Regions from separate parts of the Gossypium arboreum genome. Here region 2 is linked to region 1. A link is a contact called in public Hi-C data. All regions are on one chromosome and are shown on one strand. Each heading gives the region's core, a stretch centred on a gene start, on an enhancer-like site or on the middle of the called end of the contact. The rest is flanking DNA. Distances are from core to core; before and after follow the strand shown. Region 1 has its middle 67 kb from the start of LOC128286152. Region 2 holds the start of LOC108477491 (pentatricopeptide repeat-containing protein At3g49710).

What was found. A called contact is a pair of places that touch in the nucleus more often than the background predicts.
Region 2: a Hi-C map of leaf shows a contact between it and region 1, with 2.6 times the contacts expected there. The contact joins the promoter of LOC108477491 here to the enhancer-like site in region 1. A contact is called at or near these places in 2 of 5 Hi-C or Micro-C datasets (both in leaf).

Annotation. Positions count from the first base shown.
Region 1 is chr12:44,948,709-44,953,860 of ASM2569848v2, reverse strand. No RefSeq gene overlaps it. Among protein-coding and RNA genes, the nearest start is that of LOC128286152, 67 kb to the right of the region's middle. Within about 2 kb of position 1,265, at least 2 of the 2 cell types and tissues checked have an H3K27ac peak or open chromatin away from gene starts, as enhancers often do. A contact at or near this core is called in leaf, where this site is marked.
Region 2 is chr12:45,324,012-45,329,033 of ASM2569848v2, reverse strand. LOC108477491 (pentatricopeptide repeat-containing protein At3g49710) reads right to left here and starts at 1,788. Exons shown (of 1, transcript XM_017780036.2): 1 at 1-1,788. The coding sequence starts at 1,655.

The DNA of each region.
Region 1 (5,152 bases), core at 16-2,515:
ACAAAAGAGGACCAAAATGGGCAATATCCCACCCTCCTAAAATACACAGCACCAAGAGGGACGAAATTGAAGGTCAAAATAAATTATAGGGCAAAATTGAAAAATAAAAGAAACTTGATTGTAAAATAATAGAAAAGCGGAAGGGCTAAAATCGCAAATAACCCCTTTGCCCAAAAACACATGGATCCTAGGCAGGTTGGGTCGGTTTGGTCCAGGTTAAAACGATGTCGTTTTGGTGCCTAAAAGGCCTGCCCAAAACGGCGTCGTTTTGGAGGTCTATTTAAGGCCAATTTTTTTTTTTTTAAAAATCACTCTAACACTTCAAAAAAAAAAAATTCCTCCCCCATTTGTTTTCTCTGAAGAAGCCCCAGGGCCGGCGAGAGAGTTTCGGCAGACCACCGCCGTCGACCGCGGCCTTCGACCACCGTGCATGGCGGCTGAAACTCCGAAAGGTAAGTTTTTTTTTATATACTATATATACTTGATATATATATTTTTTAAACAAAAGGAAAATAAAGAAAATTTTTTGATATAGACGATTTTAAAAACAGTAAAATAAAGAAAAAAAAGTAACCTTTGCGCTTCTAACTTTTTTTTCTTCAATCTGCTTCGTTGTTTTACTTTTTTTTGTATGTGTTTGAAATATCTATTGTTTGTATTCCATCAAAAATCCCCCCTTTTACATTTCGATTTTTATGGCTTTATAGCTGATTTACAAACACTGTTTTTCCTTCTTTTTTGCTACTGATCTTGCGTGTTTTTCTTCTTATTTGCAGAGTGATTGATGGCGGCAGAGCAGGTGGCTGATAGAGGAGTGGCAGTAGCAGGCTTAGCAATGACTAGGGTGGCGCCTAGGGTTTTGTTGTTTTTTTATTTTTTCTGAAAAAGTTGTGGGCTAGGGTTTGTATTTGGGTTAAGTTTTTTTGGGCCTGATTTTGGGTTTAGTTTAGTGTTTTGGTTTGGGTTTGTAATGGGTTGTATTGGGTATTGGGGTAGTGGGCAAAATTTGGGTTTTACACCTGTCCCAGATGCAAAAACAGTACAGAGACGATCATCCATGTAATGAAAGATTGCCCTGTGTCTTGTGAGATCCTTACTCTTGGCGGCTTACATAACAGATTGATGGAAGGGATTTATGACCACTGTATCGATTGGTTAGAAGATGTCCTTTGCGTGCTAGATGCCAAAGCCGTTGCTGATTTCTTCACCCTCATTTGGAATATTTAGAACCATAGAAATAATCTAGTCTTCAATGGAAAGGGGGATGTTGCTGGAAAGATTTGGGAAAAGGCAAAAACCCTTAGCGAAGACTTCAAAATTTGCACCATTGCAGAGCCCCCTATTATCCCTCTTACTTTGGAAAATAAAAATTGGATGAAACCACTGATCGGCTACATAAAAATTAATTTTGACGTGGCTATCTCAAACGGTGGTGTGGGGTATGGTGTTATTGTCAGAGACTCGGATGGTTTTGTTACTGGGGGTTGCTATGGTTTTAAAGAAAAACAGCTAGACGCAATCTGGGCTGAAATAGAAGCTTTTGTTGAGAGCATGCAGCTGGCAACCACGTTGAATGCGCCAAACATCATCTTCTAATCGGATAATGCAAATTTGGTTAATAAAGTAAACAAGCGTAATGAAGATTTGACTATCCTCAGTCGGTATGCTAAAAAGGTGTGTATGGATTTTAATAGATTTGAGTCGGTCCAAATGAAATGGGCTAACCGTAACAGCAACAAAGTTGCAGATTTGCTTTGTAATTTGGCTATTAAAAAGAAATGTAATTTGCTTTTTAAAATGGATTATCTTTTGGAAATCCATAACATTGTAATTCATGATGCTTTTAATTGAGGTTTTTTGACCCTTTGGGTTGTTTTTATCAAAAAAAAAATATTATTATAAAAGTATTTTTATCTTTTGATATTTTTATGTAAAATCAATAAAATTCTACATATAATGGAATTTAAATTTAAAACACTAAAATTTTTAAATATTTAATTTTATCATTTTAACTAAATATTCATTCAATTTTTAATATATTTTATATAATTCTTTTACCAATATTATTGGTGTTAAGTAAATGCAGTTCTTCTTTTTTTGTTTTATTTAATCAAAAGTAGTATAACACTTACCAATTCAAGTTCAATGCTTTCTTCCTTTTTTACCGTGTCAAAGGGTTTTGTCTTTCTATATCTAAAAACTTGTTAAATAAGTTAAACCGCAACTCATGCTTTGAAGAATTAATAAAAGATTTTATACAATAATTAAATTAAAGACAAATTGCCATGGTGCCTCTTACGCATATTTATAAGTTTTCTATGGATTCTTTCATGATTTTATCTAATATTCGTTTTATTAATTTAATTTAATGCTACTATTATTTAAACAAGTATTTATATATTATGCTCGTGAATATCTTTTATTTATAATCCTAAAATTTAAAGAAAATACTAATAAAAATTAATGATCAAAATTAAATGAGTTGTTTGAACGAATGTGTTAATAATTGTTTATTCAAATTAACATTGCATCCTTTCAAAACAAAGTTTAACATCTAATAAATTTAACAAATATATTTCATCATCTGACCTCCAATTCAATTTTTTAAGTTGTATTTGGACAACATATAATAATAGGAATAAAAGTGTAATTATTATGGCAATAATTATATTATTTTGTAATTATAAAGAATTGTAATTTTTAAACGTGGTTCATTGACGGAATGTAATTACATTATAATTTTCTATGTCGTGTTTGGTAATACAAATTGTAATTACACAATTACATAATTTATATTTTTAAAAATATTAATTACTATAAAATGTTATTAACACAATAAAAATTTCTAAACAAGTAACAAAAATTAAAATCAAATCATTATATGTATTACGTTAGTCCAAAAGATAGTAGATAATACAATACTAATAAAAATAACAAGAAAAATAAACGTCATATTTAATTTTATCTAATTGTTCTATTGTTCCATATTTGTTGGGTTATTTCCTCTTTAATATTTAACATAACCTTCTTTTCATCAAATATTAGTCTTTGAGTGAATTCATCATCATCTAAATCTAAATCTATATAATTAATATTATCAAAACCTCTTTTCTTCTATGTACTCCTTAAAGTATGGATCAACCTAAATTCACCTATGAAAGAAATTATGAAGTATGTAACATGCTAGTAAAATCTAACCTTATATATATATACATACTAAGGTCATGTTGTTAATATGTGAAAATATTTCTTTAAAATAACAAAAGTCCTTTCAACCATATTTCAAAACCTTTAATATCTTAGATTAAGTTCAAAGATTGTTATTGTAGACTGTCTCAATTCAATGCTCTTTTCTTAAGATATATATATATATATATATATATATGTCGATCACCTCTTCACTTATATAATTAACTCAAATCAAAATAAAACGTAACGAAAACAAAAATTACGTATGCAGATTCTAATAGTTTTTACTTCATCAGATATTTTCCGCCTATGCATGTTATGGCGAAACCATGTATGTGATGCAAAGCATGCATGCATGACGTTGACGGACTCTATGCAGTGGATCCCGATTGAAACTTTCTTCACCGTCTCCATTAGAACCTGAAAAGCAAGTCAGATACACTCTTCTTTCTTTTTTGCATTAATTAATGTTGTATGGAAGAAATATAGGGCAATAAAATCTGTTTTGAAGGTCAAAAGAACGCAGAAAAGAGAAAATTTGCAGGAAAACCCTATATTCTTGTTACTAACTTTACATGTTTTAATATTGGTATAAATGGCTGTCATGCAGTTTTGATTATTTAAGTATTAAATAGTGGTGTTTTGTTCTGACCGTTTCCACAATCCAATGCGTTTCTTTTTCTTAAATAATCTTCCTTTAAAGAAGATCAATAAGTTAATATAAAGGTGCTTTTGCTTATATTTCATCTTCAACCATCCCAAAGAGAAATAAAATGCGCCATGGAAAATTTAAGAGGTAGAAAGAGAAAATAAATTTTAAGTGTAGTTAATAGAAAAAATAATTATTTTTATTTTAATGTATAAAATTAATTCTTTTAAATTAAAATGATAAGAGGAAAAAATGAAAGAGGAGTATATTTTAATTCAAAACTATATATATTTTTAATATTTATTTATTTATTTTTAACTCTACCAAAGGAAAAATAAAAAAATTATAATTTTAAAATTTTTCTCAATTTTCTACCAAGCTTACCAATAGAAAGGAAATTTATATTTTCCATCTTTCCTTTCTACTCTATCAAGCAAAACCATAGAATGGAGATTGAATATGGTCAAGCTTGAATGGTAGAAAATGTACTTGTCATCCTAGGCTCGACTGCCAAGACTAAAAGTTGATTTTACCATTTTAACATATATCAAAATATTAACGAAAATGCTTATATATTATTAAAGTTAAATTTAAAACTAATATGGTTTAGTTACTTGTGTAAAAATAGATTTATTTATTACTTATGTATTATAATAGATAGACAAAAATAAATGATAATTAGTACAAATTTAAATTTAAAATTAAAAGATAAGTAATAATTTTGTCAAAATAAAACTTTTAAAATAAACAAAAAATTACCTTCTCTTTACTAAAAATAAGTCATAGAAGTGATTAAACATTACTAATTGAATTACTAAGTTATACACTAAAACATGCCTATCCAACGACTAAATAGTAATATTTAACCAAACTCCGTTAAGAACAAACCAAATTATTCAAATAATTAGAGCATGTCTGGGATTAAAAAAGGAAAAGAAGTAAAACAAGAAATTCTAGAGAAAGGGACGCACGATGAGGAGATTAGAAAAACCAGAATTCAAGTGAATAGCGGGGGATATCGTGGGCTGGACTTGACCTGAGCGTCATAGGCCCATGACTCTTTTCTTCTAATTATTGGGAAACAACCCATACCAAACCACTGTCCACTGGGGTTGACAAAAACAGAACACGAAACCATCAAATTCCGGATAAACTTTTTTTTTAAATAGAAAATTAAATATGCTAAATACTAGCATATTTAATTTGAGACATTAAGTTTTATATTCTTTATTTGGAAATTTTAGTCCTTTCTTCATATTTTACCTTAAATTATTGATGTAGAAATTATAAAAAATAAAATAATGTTTATAGTTA
Region 2 (5,022 bases), core at 539-3,038, 370 kb before region 1:
AGCATGACATAAGGTACAGCATTTGAAGGTTCCAGTTGAAGAAGCTTGTTTGCTGCCTTTGATGCTAGTTCCATGTTCCCATGTATTTTAGATGCACCAAGCATTGCAGCCCAACCAATTGAACCCGGGTTAAATGGCATAGTGTTTATGAGTTTCTCAGCTTCATGTAGCTTGCCTGCTCGACCAAACAGATCGATCATGCATGAATAGTGTTCCACTTCTGGTTCAATTCCAAACTTCTCTTTCATAATGTTGAAATACTTCTGACCCTCCTCAACTTGTCCTGTATGAGCACATGCTGAGAGGACAGAGATGAAGGTTATACTTGTAGGGGAAATATTTCGTTCCAGCATGTGATTGAAAAGAATTAAGGACTCCGTTCCAATCCCATGTTGTGCATAACCAGCAATCATTGAATTCAAAGAGACCGTATTATGCTCCGGCATCTTATCAAATACCCGTCTTCCATCGGGAAGATTTCCACATTTTGAGTACATAGCAATCAGGGCATTATGGACTTGAATTTGATTAGGGACTTCAGATTTGATTGCCAGTGCATGAATCTGTCTTCCCTGAGAAGGCGATGACAAATTGGAGCATGCACTAATTACATTTACAAAGCTACAATCATCAGGGCAATATCCGACACGCTGCATCGCTTGGAAACACTTGAGAGCCTCGTCAGAGAGTTCTTCGTGCAAGGAATACCCCGAAATCATAGTGTTCCAGAGAACCAAATCCGGTCCTGAAACCTCTTCAAAAACTTTCCCACAATCCAACATGCCAGCTCCACATTTCGAATACAAATCAATCAAACCACTGGCGACATGAGCATTTTGATGAAAGCCAGTCTTGATCAACATAGCATGAAACTGAAATCCTCCTAACAGGTCCTCTAAACTTGTAAACGCTGTCAAAACACTAGCCAAAGTAAACATATCAACATCGAACCCTCTCCTAACCATTTCCTGAAACAATGCCAGTGCTCTTGCACCCTCTTTATGCTGCCCATAGGCAACGATCATGGAGTTCCAAGACACTTCATCTTTACACTCTCCCATCTCATAAAACACCCGCTTTGCTTCCCTTAAAAAACCCTCTTTGCTGTAACAGGAAAGCAACGCATTGTTGACCGAAGCATAAGAATCAAACCCACAAAAAACCACAAAGCAATGCACCTGTCTAATCAAACACACATCATTCAAACTAGCCGTGATGACCCCAGATAAAGTAAAGCCATCCATTTCAAAAAACAAGTCTCTCATTTTCTTAAACAACTCCAATGCAGGTTCAGTCCGACCACAATCCGCATAAGCGGAAATGAGAGTGTTATAAGAAACAAGGTCTGGGTGAGGAATCTGATCGAACAGGTTGTGGGCAACGGAAGGGAGGGATTCCTTGGCGTAGGCAGCGATGATGGCGTTGAAAGAGAAGGTATTGGGATGTTGGGTTTGGAAAAAGGCGTTGTGGGCAGTGGCTAAAAGGCCGCATCTGGAGTAGAGGAGGATGAAATGATTGGAAAGGTAAGTTGACGAAGGAACGAGGGATTTGATGTAAAGAGAGTGGAGGGATTTGCCTGTTAAAATGTTTCTGTGGCTTATGCATGTTTTCAATAGGTTGCGGAAGTTTTGGATGGTCCATGGGACTTGGGTCATTTAAATTGCAAATTTATTTGAACCCTTTTTCATCTATTATCCCAAAATCAATGTGCAAAAGCAGAATATCCTCTATCTTAACGATTTATGGGAGACGTTAAACACCCGAAATGGGTTGTTAAGGATCAACCCAACCCTAGTATATGATTGAAAAAATTATTTTATAAATTCTTTTTACCGCAACATTTATAGTTATTATCAATTAAAAATAAACACATTTTTTTTTTACATTTTTTATAGTCTTTTCGTATATATAATATAAAAAAATATATTTATTTTAATTGATAGGGATCATAAATAATGTGATAAGTAAAGAGAAATACCAAGTGATTAACATTCACAAAACTACCCAACACTACACTTGGCACCTTTTTCTACTAACTTATGCACCTGCTTTGGGTGGGAGAAAGAAGGAAAAAATTAGAACCCAAAAAAGTTTTGATTGAAGAATGTGTGATGAAGAAAATAGTTTTAAAGTTTTTCCGGTATTTCATGAAAATGTGCCATGAGGAATTCATATATAATATAGTTCTAGATGAGCTTAATAAACCCATATTAACTTTCAAATATAAAGTAATTTAGTTAAGAAAATCGTAAATTTAATTTAATAATTAGTATCAAAGATGAACATTCCTTCCTCTAGGGTAACATGAAATCTCTGTTAGTAGCTTCATCAAAATGAAAGACATCCAGATTGTTTTTCTACCCAAAACTGGACGTCATGCATTGTTTAAACGCTTTTGTCAGTTTCTTATGAAGAATTTTCCCTAGTTTGAAAGATACCAACTAGTTCCAAAAATTTTGGTTGTGTTGTATACTCTCTTCATCGTGCTCCTTATTCTCTATTTAAATTATTTTATTGTGAATCTCCTCATTGATGTTTGATGTTAGGCTATGTATCCTTATTTGCTATAAATAATTCTAATTATAAAAGTATTTAAATGTATTAGTTTAATTTGCACAATAAGTAAATGATTAAAGCAATAATTAATATTAAGTTGTACCACAAAGATTGTTTTGTAATGTAAAAATCAATGGGTCATTCATAAGGTCATGATGCACAAGATATTCATATTAGGACTATTGTTTGATAACTAGAGAATGATGCGGCTCAAATTTATTTTCATTTCATCATACATATACTCTTAAATTAAAAATCTTTGCAAGTTTTTAAAAAATTGGGTGAGGGTTTTTAAACAAAACCCACGAATGAAAGTATGGTAATTCTTTGAGTCTATTTTACCTTGGCCGCAAGTGTTTACTAACTCTGGTACGTAAGATGGGATTTCTTTTCTATTAAAATTGCCTCATGGTGATTCATGTACAACATATTAGGGTATTAAGAATTCCAAAAATAAAACCATTTGAAAATATAAATTAGTAAGCAGGGTCATATCTATAAATATCAGACATAATTTTATTTCTTTAATAAACAAGTAAAATAAAAATAAAATAAGGAGATTTTAAAATTAAAATCTAAAATGAAATTAAAATAAAGTAAACTAAAATAAAATATAAGAAACTCAATGAGAAAAATCTCTAGCCAAAAGTAAAATCTTTGCTTGATTTATAGATTCAACTATCGATGCAAAGTAACTTCAATATCTTTAATAAATTAGTTCTAGTTGTTGACTCAATACCGAGCAACCAATTTATCCTTACTTATTTGGTAACCAAGAGGCAACTCGTTTGAAATTACTTCCCTAATTGATAAATAACCTTGTAATTTAACGCTCAAGATTTAACTTACCGACAACATTAAGAATGAGAGAGACCTAATTCTATCCAACAAACTCACCTTAATAGAGTTCATTTAAGCTAGATCACACATCCGCACAACATAATTATAAACTATGACATAAACAATTATGCAGTTCATCACTAGTATTAGAATGTATGAAAGAACTACTGATTTAATTATTTTAATTGACAAAGTAACCATTCTAAGCTATCAAATACTGGTGAATATTTAACAAACCTAAACAATTATAATTTAAACAAAAGATGCACGAATACTAAAGAATAAAGAAAAATTTAAGCACGAATTAAGTCTTATGAATTTATTGAATCAAACTTTTAAAATCTTTTTACGAGACAAAAGGGCTTTGAAGCCCATAAAATAAAGAAAACACAAAAAAGCAAAAAAAATACTGCGAATATGCCTCAGTATCTCCAAGTTTTATTTGTAAAAAAAAAAAAAATATAATGGAGAATACACAAAAGCGTCATTAATTAAATAAATTAGAATTTTTTAGGTTTCTTGATAAGTTTTGGATCAAATTTTCAGGCTATTTTAGATGCCTTTCTAAAGCTTTTATAGGTTCAATTTATGAAATAACTTCAGTTAAATTTTTTAATTTTTTTCGAATCGATATATTATGAATTCAAAAAAAAAAAATTTGCAGCTCAAATTATGGTCAAAATATAGAAGTTACATTCTATTAAAAGTTAATACGCAAAAACTTACCAAAATAAAGTTTAATTTTTTTCTCCAATTATTTCTTAAATAATTAATAAATAAAATATAAGCATAAATGATATAGTTAAGAACATAAATAAGAGAAATATTATAAATAGATAAGAAATACTGCACTTATCAATAAACAATCAAAATTATTGTAATTAGTAACTCCTAAGAAGCTCTACTAATTTTAATTTAAATTGGTGGTTGAATTAAATGATTATGGATTCATAAATTAACTAGATTGATTTCTATATTATCAATAGTTGTTTTGTGATTGCCCCATAGTGAAATAAAACAATAGGTGTGAGAATTTTTATTGTAATAGTTGCAATTTTTAAAAGATTTATTTTTAAACTATTTTTAAAGGTTTTTAATTTAAGAAGCACGTATAATATATACATGTTTAAAAATAAATCAAAATATTTGCTTATTACATAAAAAAGATTTATGGTTACCTACCAACACCTTTTAATTAATATTTTTATTGAAAAAAAAGTTAACTAGAAATAAATTCAAAGATTGGAAACAAAATTTGCACATTGTTTTGAGCTTTGAGAACTATAAATTTGTTATTGATGATGAACGCCTACTGGAATCTTAACTTGAGACCCAATCCCGATGGAAAGAGGTTAAAGATATATCTCGTTCCTACATACTTGTAAGTATATATAATGCTTTACAAAACATGAAAGTTATATAGGACTACTAAAGAGATCATGGACAATTTGCAGGTCATGTTTGGAGGCCAAGTTGTTTTGGCTTAGTAGTCCACATTAACCAACTTAATGAACTTTAAACAAAAGTTTCAGACTTTAATGAAATATCACATGCTTATGCTTACACTTATGCTTGTGGGTTCCTTAGCAAAGGTAGAGCACAATTGGGTTAAGCTTAAATATAATA